2 separate regions of the Bombyx mori genome follow, and region 1 is linked to region 2. The links are chromatin contacts, called in public Hi-C maps. All regions are on one chromosome and are shown on one strand. Each heading gives the region's core, a stretch centred on a gene start, on an enhancer-like site or on the middle of the called end of the contact. The rest is flanking DNA. Distances are from core to core; before and after follow the strand shown.

Region 1 (7,678 bases), core at 3,185-5,684, 49 kb before region 2:
CTAATAGTGGAACGAATCCTTGGTGGGATATTAATGCGCTACAACTGATGACTGAAGATGGAAGATGAAAAGTTAGCGGATTTTACAAGCACAATCGAAGAATGACGACCATCACCGAAGAATTAAATTACATATTTCAGGTTCGATTCCTGAATGTTTTTGTTTTTTAATATGCTTCGTTTCCAGATAAATGAATCCTGGCAGTATATTGTTCTACGATGCTATCGCACTGATTTTTAAGGAAGAGTGCCACAACCTATCGTTAATGAACTACCCGTAATTTAATTTTCAAAAACATTAATAACAACAAAAACAGATTTAAACTTTAAATAGTGGAGTTCCACCGTGGTCATGTCCGTAACCTAAGTTGATCACAGGTAAGTTACTTCTTCAAACAGAAAACTGGTCTTCAACAATGAACAAGGTCAACTGAAAATCGTATGTGGGTGTTCACTAAACGTTCAAGCGCCGTTGGAGCCTACGCCGTACTCTGAGAAATGCGACGCGTCGACGAACTCTTACTCTGTGGGCAAATCAGTCGTAACTTCGTGTATTATATTTAGCCAAAACGATGCCGGACTAGCGTTTTGGTCTGAATAATGTTTGTTTGTGGGTACGAGTGGGGGCTCTCGCAACAGAACGTTTTACAAAGGATTGTGTTCAACGAGCAGCTGGTTAAATAACATTCACAAGAATGGTACGTGGAAACGATTCACAAAGGAGTTTAGATGAACATACAAAAAAGCTTTGGTTTCTATCTCACGTTTTACAGAACAACGACGCGCGTGTTGCAACGATACGGGCTTACGGATCCGACGTCTGCTTGGGCGTAAACAGGAATGTTTACGTCGCACCGAGTCCATCGGGTACTTAATTTACAATAACTAGGAAATAAGTTGCTTTAAAACATGTGTAGATACAACATGTGGTCACATACAATATGAATATTATTCTAATGTGTGATTGGACTTTCAAATACCGTTAAGTTAGCATGTAAAAACTGTTTTGCCAAGCGCTATTCTTACAACGAATCCACGGTATCACGCGAGTGGCCATGTAATCCACTCGGGAATGTACAATTTTTGTGTGTTCATCACGGCTGACCTTATCAAATTTATTCAAAAAGTTCTACAATTCCTTTAACAGAAGTTATCTTGCGTCTGTTAATCTTCCGGGAAAGAAGACGGAACGAACAAAAATTCTGGAACGAAAAGAAGAAAATACGACAGTTGAAGACTTAGGATCTTTCGTTGTTTACATTTTTGTCCTAAGACATCGTCTACTGAGTGTCTCGGAGTAATCGACACTGGATTAGTACCGACTGCGAGACACGTTAGTCTGACTGAGCGGTGTAACAGCGGGGAATATACTGGTTCTTATGATCAACTATTTACTATTTACTTCTACTACTACAGACATTCTGTCCCTACTGTATTTATTTGAAGGTGTTAAATTTACTCCCAAATTGTCCCAATATTCTATTTTATTTTGTTAATTTAAGACTAATTGACAGGTGATCCTCATGGTGGGGCTGCCTGGATCTGGAAAGACCTACTGGGCCAAGAACCACTGCGACACAAACTTGGACAAACGCTACAACATTTTGTCTACTGGTGCTCTCTTTGATAAGATGAAGGTATGGAAAATATATAGTAATATATTTTTATATTTTAAAACAGACATGTTCAATAATTCTTGTTTGTACCTAACAAGAAATGCTGATAATATCTATATTGAAATATATTTACTAAATGTACAAGGACAATATTAATAACAACAACCATAATTTGTGCTTGAATGACATTAATTATTATTATAAAATTTAGTAACAGGAGCATAGGGCTCTTGCTGTATTTTCAATTCAGTAGCTAAGTTGTAAATCATTGGTTCTCAATGTGGAATGAACTCCCGAAAAAGAATTGTGAGGATCTAGTCAATCAGTCTTACACAATAAAATACAAAATTCACAAGATTGAATTTGAAATTGATTAAAATTCAGCATTGTTTATGTGTAATGTTTTCAAAGTTATTTTATAAATGAATTGCAACTTTGATCTCACATAACATGACAACTATGGACATAACTTTTACTATAATACTATTTTATATTGGTTAGTGTACATAAAGTATGTCATTTTAATCAGGTACTTTTAAGCTATCATATGTTAGTATTTGTTCTTTTGTTTTATGAGTATATGTTGATCCAGGTGGACTGTAAACCATTCCGCGCGACCTTCGAAGGCAGGTGGGACGCTATGGTCTCCAAGTGCGCTAAATGCGTGCTTAAATTGCTGGAATTTGCGCGTGACCGAAAAAGAAATTATATTTTAGATCAAGTGAGTTTTGTTCATATTTTGTTGTTTCAACAAAACATGATTATTCATAATGTTATGGTGTATACTAAACATTCCTATTATCACAGAGTTTTTTAATTGAGATTCTGTTGTAGACGAACAGATCTTATAATGAATATGTTTTATTCCATATCATGGTTACGTCGTTGCGGCTGATTTGCTACGCACCGTCTGCACGGTTTGGGTGAAAACAGACCAACGTATACCCGTCGGCTCAAAGACGCAAAATGAGAGAGTTCGAGGGATACCGACGCGTGGCCGTCTGCATACTGCCTCGCGACGAGCAGCGAGCCAGAGCTACCTCTTCCGACTCCAAGGACGTGCCAGACGCTGCGCTACTCGACATGAAAGGTCTCTACTACATTTACATCAGAAGCTCTCAAACAAATTGTGTCTACTGCCCACTTTGAGAATAAATTCTATTTTAGCGCCCCCATTTTTTCACCTACTTACAAACCACTATAGCGAGAGTTCAGTCGGTGTCTAAGAGTCCTAGATGAAATTATAAATCACCTCCCAAGCCTCTACACAACGTCCCCATTTTTTCTGGGTCTCTTACCCGCCCCCCTTGGGTCATCAAGCGCCCACAAGGGGGCGTTATCGCCCACTTTGGGAAAGGCTGATTTACATTCATCCACGGTCACTTTCTATCACCGCTGGTTCTCTTTCTCACTGTCACGCTTGCACTCCACAGCCAACTTCACCGCGCCCGAGAAGTGCTCTTGGATAGATGAGGTGATCTATCCGGAGCTACCTGAAGAAGAAGCCAAAGCCGCAATCGAGGCTTACCACAAGGAAGCGAAAGCGGCGGGCGCGGGCCGGGAGCGCGAGAAGCGGGAGCGCTCGGACGCGCGGGAGGGGCCGCCCGCCAAGCGCCCCCGGGAACACGACAAGCGACACGGCCGGGAGGACCGCGGCCGTCCGACGCGGGACTTCAGCCGGGACCGAGGTGAGCCCACGATAAAAATCTATACCAGCGGTCGGGGAACTTTTTTAATTATTACCCCAAAATATTTTTGTGTAAGTTGGTATTACACCATGGTAAAGAAGAAAAAAAAACGAAATCGCTTCTTTTTAGCATCTTTTATTTTAAATATAGCTTGATAATTGCCCATGATAATTTTGAAAAGAAAACAATAACTAAAAAATTAATTTAAACATCATTTATTTAATTTATCAATGTAATACCTAGTACGGTAATAATAGTAATATATGTAATATACAGTTGAGGAAAAAAATCACCCCCACAGAAAATATAAGTAAATGATAATTTCTTGTTATTTTATAATTCATATGATATTTTTCTTGTATCTTTTAATTGAAATGATTTTTTTTGGAAAAATAAAAGAATAAATTCTAAAGTAGTTGCACTTAAATATACACTTTTTATTCACAAAAAATTCATTTTTACCCCCCAAAATTTCATTTTACCCCATTAGGGGTAATTTACACCGGTTCCCCGACCGCTGATCTATACTAAAATATAAATCTACAGTGGTTTTTACGGATGTTCCTTTATAACTACTGAACCATGCATCCGATTGACTTGAAATTTGGCATCCATGTAGAAAAATACATGTACTTAATTAATAGGCTAATATTTATATGAGCGTTGGACTCCCTACACCAGTTGCGAGGGCGTTAATGATGAAAATCTTTGAATCGTGAGAAATAATAATGTTAATTTTAAATGCCCAGCGTAATGGACGGGTACAGCTAGTCAGCTATAAACTTTTGAAATACCACAGATTTGAGTTGAAACTTGAATTCAGTTAAAAATACTATAATGTCAGCGGACAGCGGTGCGGGGTTGCGGTTCTACACCGTGCGCTTCGTCACTTCGTGTAGCAACGCCACCCGCGACACTTGATTGTTACTCTTTTCATAAATTGACCAAATATTACACACCTTTCGTGACCCCAGAGCAATCGAAAACAACATTATACAACGGACTATAAAACTGCTCATAAAGTATAATAAACAAAGATAATAATAATAAACAAGTGCTTGGACTGCCCATGACTGCTCTGTTAAGAACTGACTATGATGAGAGTATATAAAAATATTGTCTCCTCCTTGCGTCGGTTTCCTCATTACTGAGGGTCGTGGTCATGGCCTTGAAACAGTTTGTTTTTTATAATGCACAGTCATCTGCTCCTATCTGCAGCTGAATGCAGAGCATCGTGCACTGTGGTATCAAGGGCTGCACGAATCTGGTCCGTCCAACGAGTCGGGTTCCTGCCTCTTGGTCGCACTAATCTGGTCCGTCCAACGAGTCGGGTTCCTGCCTCTTGGTCGCACTAATCTGGTCCGTCCAACGAGTCGGGTTCCTGCCTCTTGGTCGCACTAATCTGGTCCGTCCAACGAGTCGGGTTCCTGCCTCTTGGTCGCACTAATCTGATCCGTCCAACGAGTCGGGTTCCTGCCTCTTGGTCGCACTAATCTGGTTCGTCCAACGAGTCGGGTTCCTGCCTCTTGGTCGCTTGCCCTCGACCTTTTCATTGACCACCAATTTCTCCAAGTTGTCACTGTCTTTCCTTGCAATGTGGCCAAAGTATTCAAGAATCCTTCGCAGGCAAATGGTGGAGAGTCTAGTCCGGATCTTGAATATTGTATGAACCTAAAATTAACAACATCTAAATAGTGCGGAAGACATACTTCATCATTATTTAGAATTAAACAATAGAAAAAAAAAACTAGATTAATGGCGGGTCAGCTTCGTTCATGTGATGTAAATGTAACTATTAACAGCATTTAGTTTTTTTTTAGAAAAACTTTAATCAACTGTTCATAGTATAATAGAATGTAGTAATAAGGTAATCTATGCAAATTTGTAGCTGACCCTAAAATACACTATAGATCAGCAGCTTTACTTACATTTACAAAAAATGAATAGAGAAATAATTGTTGGTAAAAATTTCATCTATGATATAATATGAAAATATTATGTGTTATCGGTTAATTGAACCCTCCTTGAGAAGGCTTACTAGATTTAGTAATGAACTACAGTTTTTTTTTTCAAATTATCCAATTTAGGCTTTTGATCCAAGCTTTAACTTTAGAATTCGTAAGTCACAGATAATATATATTATCATTTGAATGAACAGCTAATCAACATCTACCCAACTATTACTGAGGAAGCGTGTTGTGGATAATAATATGTACTTTTAGGTACCTTGCATTTTGATTTATATTACTAAAATAATGCATATCTTGTAACCGCCTGAGCATAATCAATAATAATTGACGTGTTTTTCTCCTGTAGAAGATCGCTGGGGTGGCGGAGGCGGCGGAAGTAGGTGGGGTGGCGGCGGTGGCGGCGGCGGCGGTGGCGGCGGCGGCGGTGGTGGTGGTGGCGGCGGTGGCGGCGGTGTTGGTGTTGGTGGAGGTGGTCGTGGCAGTAGATGGGGTGGACGACAACGCCCTGGGCCACCTACTACACCTCGCTTTGACCGCTGGGGACCACCACAACCCCAACGGTATTTATTTGTTTTTTTTCTTGTCTTTAATAATATCAGTAAATAGCTAATAAGTTCGATGGTGCTGAGCACTGATTGCATTGCATTATATGGCTCATATATTTGTTGCCACTTGGTACTTTTTTTAAATGTTATCATTTGAGCATAAACAACCTAATTTTCACAGAATTTTCAGTTTTATAGCGCTTTGGTTCTGATTTGGGTGATATTACTGTTCAACTGTAATTGATTGTCATTTATATTTCAGTGGCGGCGATTTTGGCCGTGACCGAGACGGATATCGCGGTGGGCGTGGTGGAGGCGGCGGCGGCGGCGGCGGTGGTAGCGGAGGAGGGCGACTTGACCGTCCCATGCCGCGCGGTCCCCCCGGGCCTCCCCCTCCCAACGCCGACCGTTTCAACCGCGACCGACCTCCGAGACCCATCGACAACAAACGTCCACCACAGGGACCTCCCGGTAATTGTTCTTCATCTTATAATATCAGTATCGACACTCATCACGGCCGCAAAATTTCTGACCTATAGTAGAATAATGTTGTCCGTGCAGTTTGGGTCATAAAAAATCGGAGGAGCGAAACGAGTATTTCACTCTCTTCCACTCACGAGCCTTATGGACGGGCTTAGTGATGCGCATTACTGTTGTCGATAAGCGTTATCGATAGTGTATTTAGTTTTGTCATTTTGTGGGTTAGTGATAAAAATGAAAGAAAGAATCACTAATCGAACACTTACACCACATATCGCCGCAGCAAGTTAACGAGAACGGCAGAAATTAACACTTTGTAACTTTTCGGGAGTTATTCTTATTGCAGTGCAAAATTTTAACACATTGTTGATAACAACACGTGCAAATATTATTTTGAATAAATTCTGCCGTTTTGATACAAAACAAAGCACTAAAGAAATTCAGAGAACGAATGCATAAAAACACATTACTCTTCTATATAATGTACTAATTTGCAGGTAAGTACAAATGACTTAACATAACAATGTCTCTCCACCCTTCGTATGCCGCCCCGTCGCCGTGTACCTGCCTTCGATGATTCATTTTTTTTATCGATAATGGCGTTGCGCCCGCTCACCGCCCTAGCCGGGCTATGTTTTATGACCGAAACTGCACGGACAAAATAATTCTACTATAGTCACCAATTTGGACGTGTTAGCTATCTGGTTTAGTCAGTCTGTTATGGTATTTTTTTATTGCTTAGATGGGTGAACGAGCTCACAGCCCACCTGGTGTTAAGTGGCTACTGGAGCTCATGGACATCTACGACGTAAATGCGCTACCCACCTTGAGATATAAATTCTAAGGTCTCAAAATTACAACGCCTGCCCACCCTTCGAACCGAAGCGCATTACTGCTTCACGGCAGAAATAGACAGGGTGGTGGTACCTAACTGCGCGGACTCACAAGAGGTCCTACCACCGGTAGAATTTTATTTACTAGTAAAAATTATAACCTTTATTCCAATATAGGTGGTGGTGGCAACACCAATATTGGAGGTCCAACTGGAAACAATACGGCCGGATCATGGCAACGCGGGAATAACAGAAACAACAATACCGGACCACCGCCGGCCGTGCCACGACCGAACAATCCGCCGAAGGCACAGGTTAGATGAATATTACTAAATTTAAAAAAAATCTAACAATCATGATCGATCGTCAATCATTAATTAACCTTAAATATCAACTGCTAAACGTTCGTTTACCACAAACCTGCAGTAACTAGTTAGAAATTGCCTGCATGTTCATTTAGCTTTTTGAATTGTAAATTAAATAATAAAAATCGTTTATTCCACAGTCAGTAAAATATAATTTTAAACAGTATTACAGCAGTTTACAG
Region 2 (6,824 bases), core at 986-3,485:
GAGCTGTCCCAAGAATTTTTGTACTTTATCTAAAAAATTTTTGATAACAGTAACAGAAATTTACAAATCATCTTGGAGTATATAACAACATATTTGCAGAGGGAGGGACCATCTATGCCTATTTCATCTTACCTTACCTATTTATCATTGCATTAAAGTTTACCAAGCTTGGTTGAGATATCAATTCAGTTCCAGTAATTAAGATTATTAGCACTGAATTTCGAGTTGACAAATTCATTGAATATATTTAAGAATTCAAGTTTCTTTTTTTTTCCAAAGTGTGGTATGATCCAATTATTAAAAAAATTCAAAGGAACATTATTCATCAATTAAGCATGCAATACTGATTAACATATCATAACTGATGTTATATTTAAAGTATACTTGGTAAAGAAACAGGATAAACCCAGTTTTTTATCTTAAAAGGGTATTGTATATTGATAAAACGACAGTAAACATAAAAATCATTGATAAAAAAATCCAACTTTAGTATTCATTTATTACTTCAGCTCAAATAGTGTTGATGACACTATATAAAAATAATGAACATGCTAACTACGTTAAACACATATGTCTTACGAAAGGTCTGTTATCGTAGGGCTCCTCTTGAGATATTGTTGGGGAGCGTAACAGTGGGTCGCGGTCGCCTGACTCTTCACCGCGGCCCGCTGTGGCCCTTCGTTCAGTTTGGGCACTGCACGTGTCACATCTCCTCATTTCTACACATAATCGCCACTACGGACTGTAAATTTTGCCCTCGAATATTTGCCGATTAGGTTTAAGCCTAAGGTTTTTTTTTTTGTGAAATATTTACTTTTAAGCCTTCATCTAGTTGAATTATAATTTTAATCAAATGAAGGTATGTTGAAATTGAACTGAAAATTATACCTGATAAAAATTAATAAAATATTTTTTACTGTCATTCTCCTACGTTCTGTAAAAGAACATCAAACATCTAAAACTCATTCAAAAGTAAAATATTAATAAAGATATTATTATGTCAACAGCATGCAAGTACCTCATTGTCACTGTCAATCAAAGATGTTTCTTCCATTAGAATAAAACTAAGACCAACTACAAATGTGTAAAATCTTGAAAAATAATTACTTGCGTACGTATTAACAGAGATAATCGCTTTTGACTAATGAAATTGAACTATCAAAACAAGACTGACTTTTCGTCTGACGATTATCACTGTTTCGGCACGAAATCGTCATTGTATGCAAATTAAATTGTCTGACCATTAGCGAATATAACGTAGATAAGATTCAAAGACTCTAGCATGTGTCCTGTCGAGTTATAGCTACGAAAATATTTCAAATTCACTTACTACGGTTATTTGGCTTCTTTGATGTGTAAGCAAATTCCGTATACATTAACCGGCCGCGTCACAATGTAGCCTCCATTGTGAGCATAATACATGAATGAACAATAATATGTAATTATTATTTAAAAAAAAATATTTTTTTAATTTACTGATAATTTATGAACAATTATCCTCAACGTGCCTTGATTTACAGCATAGATTATACACTTAATGATTTACAGACACTGACTTTTGACATTTAAGCACAGATTACTGAAATTTATATTTTGACTACTTAGTATTTATACTAGGTATGTTCCTCTTGTAATTGTCATTGACAAATAATCTTTGACAGTTTAGATGAGATCTTTTCTTTGTCTAAGTTATAGCTGGGTTTTTTCATAAACCAAATCTTAGCAGTTAGAAATGTTGGATAAAAATTGTTTAATCCGAACTATTTTGAATGACTTCCCTGTGAATTACTCTCTAACACCAAGTTCACCAATTATCTTTATCTAGAATTGGCAGTTAACCATAGAGGCTTTTTGGCGGGAACGCTAGGAGTGAAGTTGTGTGATTTGTTTTATTTTGTCGATTTAGTGTTTCTTCAGGTTTAATTATGTAATAACGGTGGTTTATTAACTGCTTAGTATCTGTGAAAGTGCACAAATATGGGAAAATCAAACAAAGCCGCTGAACGTAACTTCTCGGGATCCTCCAAAAAGTCCACTAAAATTCCACTAATTTTACTGAGATTATATTTCATACCATATTATCTCATTTCATCCCAGTTGATTAATGTCTCAAACATGGTCTAACCATAGTCTAACAAAATACTGTTGACGTTTGCTGTCAAATGGTCAACACGTCACCTCATCGTGTGTGTTGTCAAATTTGTGGAAGCCTATCCTAAAATATTTTGGTGTGTTTTATGAAAATTAGATATAAGAATATAAAAACAAGATGGTATGTAACGTTAAATAAAATTAACGTACACTCTTCATCATACATTCCATAAATCCCATTGTTTTAATTCTATTCCTGTAGATATTATTGTGTTCCCGGTCAGTGTTTACTACTGAAATCATATGTATTTTCATGTTATTTCAGGTACTTATAGCCGCTACAGTTTGTACGAAGTCAGGCAAAGGTAATTTATACTACCGATATGTGCTTCAACTACTGACATTTGATACTTTTCATAATATTATTTTAATGTAATATAGTACTTTACTTGTCTATTAATGATGTTCCACTTATTTAGCTCTGGTGTCCCGCCAGTTCGTCGAAATGACAAAAGCTCGCATCGAAGGTCTACTGGCGGCCTTCCCTAAACTAATGACAGGAGGACGGCAGCATACATTTGTAGAAACAGAGTCCGTCAGGTATTTATCATTAACAAATTTTCATTAATATTCTTTACGATGAGTTATTCTTTCTTTTATACCAATGACGAATGTTGTTTATAAGCATACCATTATATTCATCTAATCAATAAATAAGAACTAAAAGTGTAGTGCATTACCCATTACTGCTGTGAATCAGTGTCATATGTCTATTTTGAAAGTTGTTATAATGTACAATAAAGAGTTGAACATTGTGTCTTAAAATGAGTAGCAACATTGTTATTGTCGTTTATATCTATGGGAACTATACACCACAGGAGACATCAGTTTACTCACCTATATGCTGTACAATTATATATAAAGCAAGTTAAAAATTTTTGATACAAAATTATGTCTGACTAAATTTTTTACCACTTTCAGATATGTCTACCAGCCACTAGACAAGTTGTATATGTTACTGATCACGACAAAGGCTAGTAACATCCTGGAAGATCTGGAGACATTGAGACTCTTCAGCAGAGTGGTAAAATATTATTAATCGCATTAAATTTTTATTTATTTAGTACATATATAGTGATAACGACATTGCAGATTGTATCAGTTACAAAAATTTCAGTAGTTTTTTCAGTATTCATTAAAATGAGGGAGGGGCACGGATGTAAACAATTTAAAATTGTACACAAAAGTTCATAGTGCAAGTAATTTTGCACAATTATAGCACAAAATAAAGAACAGATCTGTGGTTCACATTAGGCAAATCAAATAAACTTACATGAATGGGCAAAGAAAAACACTTGAACACTGTATTCTTTGGTATGTCAATTGATTTTGATAAAAAATAATGTTTAGTAACAAATTTTAGTATTATTAATAAACAAATACAAAATATGTACTTGTAAAATAACAAATGTTAGAGTACTGTGTACTCATATTTTGTGTTTTTTTTAGTTTTTTTTAATTGCTTAGAAGGGTGGACGAGCTTACAGCCCACCTGGTGTTAAGTGGTTACTGGAGCCTATGAGGGCTTATGCCAGCATACCCGGGGAGTATGTCGCTAACACTAGCCCTAGCAAGAGCAGTGCTTCGTAGAGTCAATCATTCTCTTATTGTGTGAAACGCATGACAAACTAAGGTTAATCTTTAAAATCTTTTACTGAGCGAATGATATTGCTATGAATATTGACTTTAAGAATCTTGTCGTTCAGAACTTGTGATGCCAGATTATCATGAAAATGTTCTTAGCCTGATTCAGTGTTTTTGTCTTATATTTTTTATTTTACAATTGCTACTGCTATAACGGTTGTCACTGCCAGTGGACATGGGCAACACATGCAACAATATCCACCACTAATGTTCATAAGAAGTCTCATTTAACAATAACAATTTATAACATAAAATTTTTAGGTTGTTGGAGCTGTTTTGCATGCAAAAATAGCAAGTTATCGGTGCTTATTATTTTCTTTCTAGGTACCAGAATATTGTGTACAGCTCACAGAAACTGAAGTCTTGAACCAGGCCTTCAATTTGCTATTTGCTTTCGACGAGATTGTCGCTCTTGGGTACAGAGAAAGCGTCAATCTAGCGCAGGTATGTGTATAAGACAGATGAATTTGATATTGTTACGCCGGTAAGAGTAACGCCATCTATCATCGAATAGCAGAAACGAATATCAAAAGAACTAGTAACATCGAGAGCGCTCGAAATGTGTAACGCCATCTATTATCAAATAGCGGTAAAACATATCGAAAGGAGTCGTCCTGTTGGAAATGTTCTCGATAATTGTGGATTTGTCGTATCGACTATAAAAGCGTTGCAGAGATGACATGAAGGCAGTTTAGTTAACGGTTCTACGGTGAATAGCAAATTGTAAAGTGTTCCTTGAATGTTCTAAGAGTTAAATAGACTTTTAATTTGTACTTCGGTAAAAGATTTATCCCGAGCCTCAGCGCGTAGCAATATGACAGATATATTCAATTCAACTCTTAAGCAGTAATGCGTTTCGGTTCGATGGATGAAATAGCCGCCATACTATTGAGATGTAGACCTCATGTCTCAAGGTGGATGTCAGAATTCACATTATGATATCCACGGCATCTAGTAATCACGAAAAGGTTGGCCGTGAGATCGTTTACCGATTTTCTACATTGCCCTATATAGTCTTGAATTTAAATTTTGCGAATTTTTTTGTTTAAGGTCCGTTCGTTTGTTGAAATGGACTCTCACGAGGAAAAGATTTATCAAGCCGTAAGGCAGGTACGTGTATAAATTTAATAATGTTTTTAATTTTCTTTCTATTGTGATATTCGTCTATAGACAAATTATTCAGCTCACTGTTATTTGATCGGAGTTTCCTGTAAATCAATGTTCCATAAATACGTCCGTGGGTCGCGTGAGTTTAGCAACAACTGGCCTTGGGTTGCCACGTTTAAATAAAAATCATTATAATTTACCTACATGTTTATATTTTTTGTTATTTATATAAAATTAATACAACTGATTAATAAGAAAAGGATTCTCTTAAAATATTTAGGTATCAAGTAAATCCAGCATTTTTTTTTATAAGTTCCTAAATTTTTCTGTGCTATGTGAACCACAGACTAATATATGTTGATATATACGCCTACAAAACACCCAGAAAAATAACAAACAAATGTGTTCATCACACGAATATATGTGGGATTTGAACTCAGGACCCTCGTCCCCGTAGACGGAAGTGCAACCACTGTGCTGTGTATCCGAGTCATTCAACTAGTTACTGCACGATGTGGAAGTAGTGAAACTCATTCGAATATCGTGTGTAATCTGTACATAGATAAACAAAGATAAAATTCTGTTTAATAGCTAATGACTTTAGGTACGGTTTTTTTTTAAAGTTTATAAGTTAACAACACAGATAATATAATACAAAACATAGACTCATTGTGTAAATTTTAAGGCGTCATAGATTATAGTCGAATTCCGATAATTTTACGGGAGTCCCTGGTAATTTAAAGCAGCCGTTGGACTGTTTTATTATTGTTGCCTTTAAAGGGAGGTGAGCTTACGGCCCACCTGATGGTAATTGGTTACCGTCGCTCATGAACGTCATCAATGCCAGGGGCACAGCCAAGTCGCTGCCTACCATTACTCATGCCAGTGTTCCGATATAGCATCATCTGTCTCCATAAAAAAACATTTTTTTTATTTTTTATTGCTTAGATGGATGGACGAGCTCACAGCCCACCTGGTGTTAAGTGGTTACTGGAGCCCATAGACATCTACAACGTAAATGCGCCACGCACCTCGAGATATAAGTTCTAAGGTCTCAGTATAGTTACAACGGCTACTCGACCCTTCGAACCGAAACGCGAAACGCATTACTGCTTCACGGCGGAAATAGACAGGGCGGTGGTACCCACCCGCGCGGAATCACAAGAGGTCCTACCACCAGTGACACACCCACAATTATACGTATTTCTGCCGTGAAGCAGTAATGCGTTTCGGTTTGAAGGATGAAGCAGCCGTTGTAAATATACTGAGACCTTAACCTTATATCTCAAGGTGGGTGGCGCATTTGCGATGTAGATTTCTGGGCTCCAGTAACCACAACACCAGGTGGGCTATGAGCTCGTCCATCCATCTAAGCAATAAATAAATAAATACTTACAAACACTTTAGACCCAAGAACGCGAGGCAGCGAACCGCATGCGCGAACGCGCTAAGGAGTTGCAGCGTGAGAGATTGGAGGCGGCCAAACGTGGCCAGCCGCCGCGCTCACAGATGTCCTTCGGTAAGAACAGTGTGCTTTGTGCGGAAGCCTTTGAGAGGAAACCACAGATTGTCAAACTTGCTCATTTCCAAACGAATTGAAAATCTAAAATAATTTATCTTGAAAGTTTTAAGTAAACACATTTTGTTCAGAAAACAATCGATATACTCGTAGACTGCTAACGAAATTGATTCTTGGAAGGGTCCTTATCATTAAAAACTCGTTTTATTGTCTCGGTACTGGCAACATTGTTCGCTTGCCAAAAAATACGAAATTTTAAAGTCCGGAGAGTAGAGTTAAGGAGAACCATCTCTGTGTGTAAAAAGTGTCCGTTACAATCTGCTAAATAAGGGTGGCGCTACAGTAGCAACCGGGTAAATTTAAAAAAAGGCGCTTAATGTTATTAGAATAAGATAGAGAAATA

Evidence for each region. Hi-C and Micro-C count contacts between places; a contact is called where the count stands out from the background.
Region 1: a contact with region 2 is called in a Hi-C map of midgut, with 2.1 times the contacts expected there. The contact joins the enhancer-like site here to the promoter of COPD in region 2. A contact is called at or near these places in 3 of 7 Hi-C or Micro-C datasets (middle silk gland, midgut and whole pupa).

Annotation. Positions count from the first base shown.
Region 1 is chr24:5,972,932-5,980,609 of ASM3026992v2, reverse strand. It overlaps LOC101744691 (heterogeneous nuclear ribonucleoprotein U-like protein 1), which reads left to right. Exons shown (of 28, transcript XM_004923118.5): 18 at 1,514-1,636; 19 at 2,208-2,336; 20 at 2,549-2,705; 21 at 3,049-3,303; 22 at 5,620-5,833; 23 at 6,081-6,289; 24 at 7,309-7,445. Among protein-coding and RNA genes, the nearest start is that of LOC101744691, 19 kb to the left of the region's middle. Within about 2 kb of position 4,434, at least 4 of the 8 cell types and tissues checked have open chromatin away from gene starts, as enhancers often do.
Region 2 is chr24:5,922,786-5,929,609 of ASM3026992v2, reverse strand. COPD (coatomer protein complex subunit delta) reads left to right here and starts at 2,235. Exons shown (of 15, transcript NM_001172723.1): 1 at 2,235-2,272; 2 at 2,417-2,456; 3 at 2,571-2,691; 4 at 3,073-3,175; 5 at 4,120-4,239; 6 at 4,846-4,905; 7 at 6,310-6,421. The coding sequence starts at 2,270. It overlaps LOC101737185 (deubiquitinase DESI2), which reads right to left and starts at 1,549. Exons shown (of 9, transcript XM_021353407.3): 1 at 1,331-1,549; 2 at 580-719. The coding sequence starts at 1,376.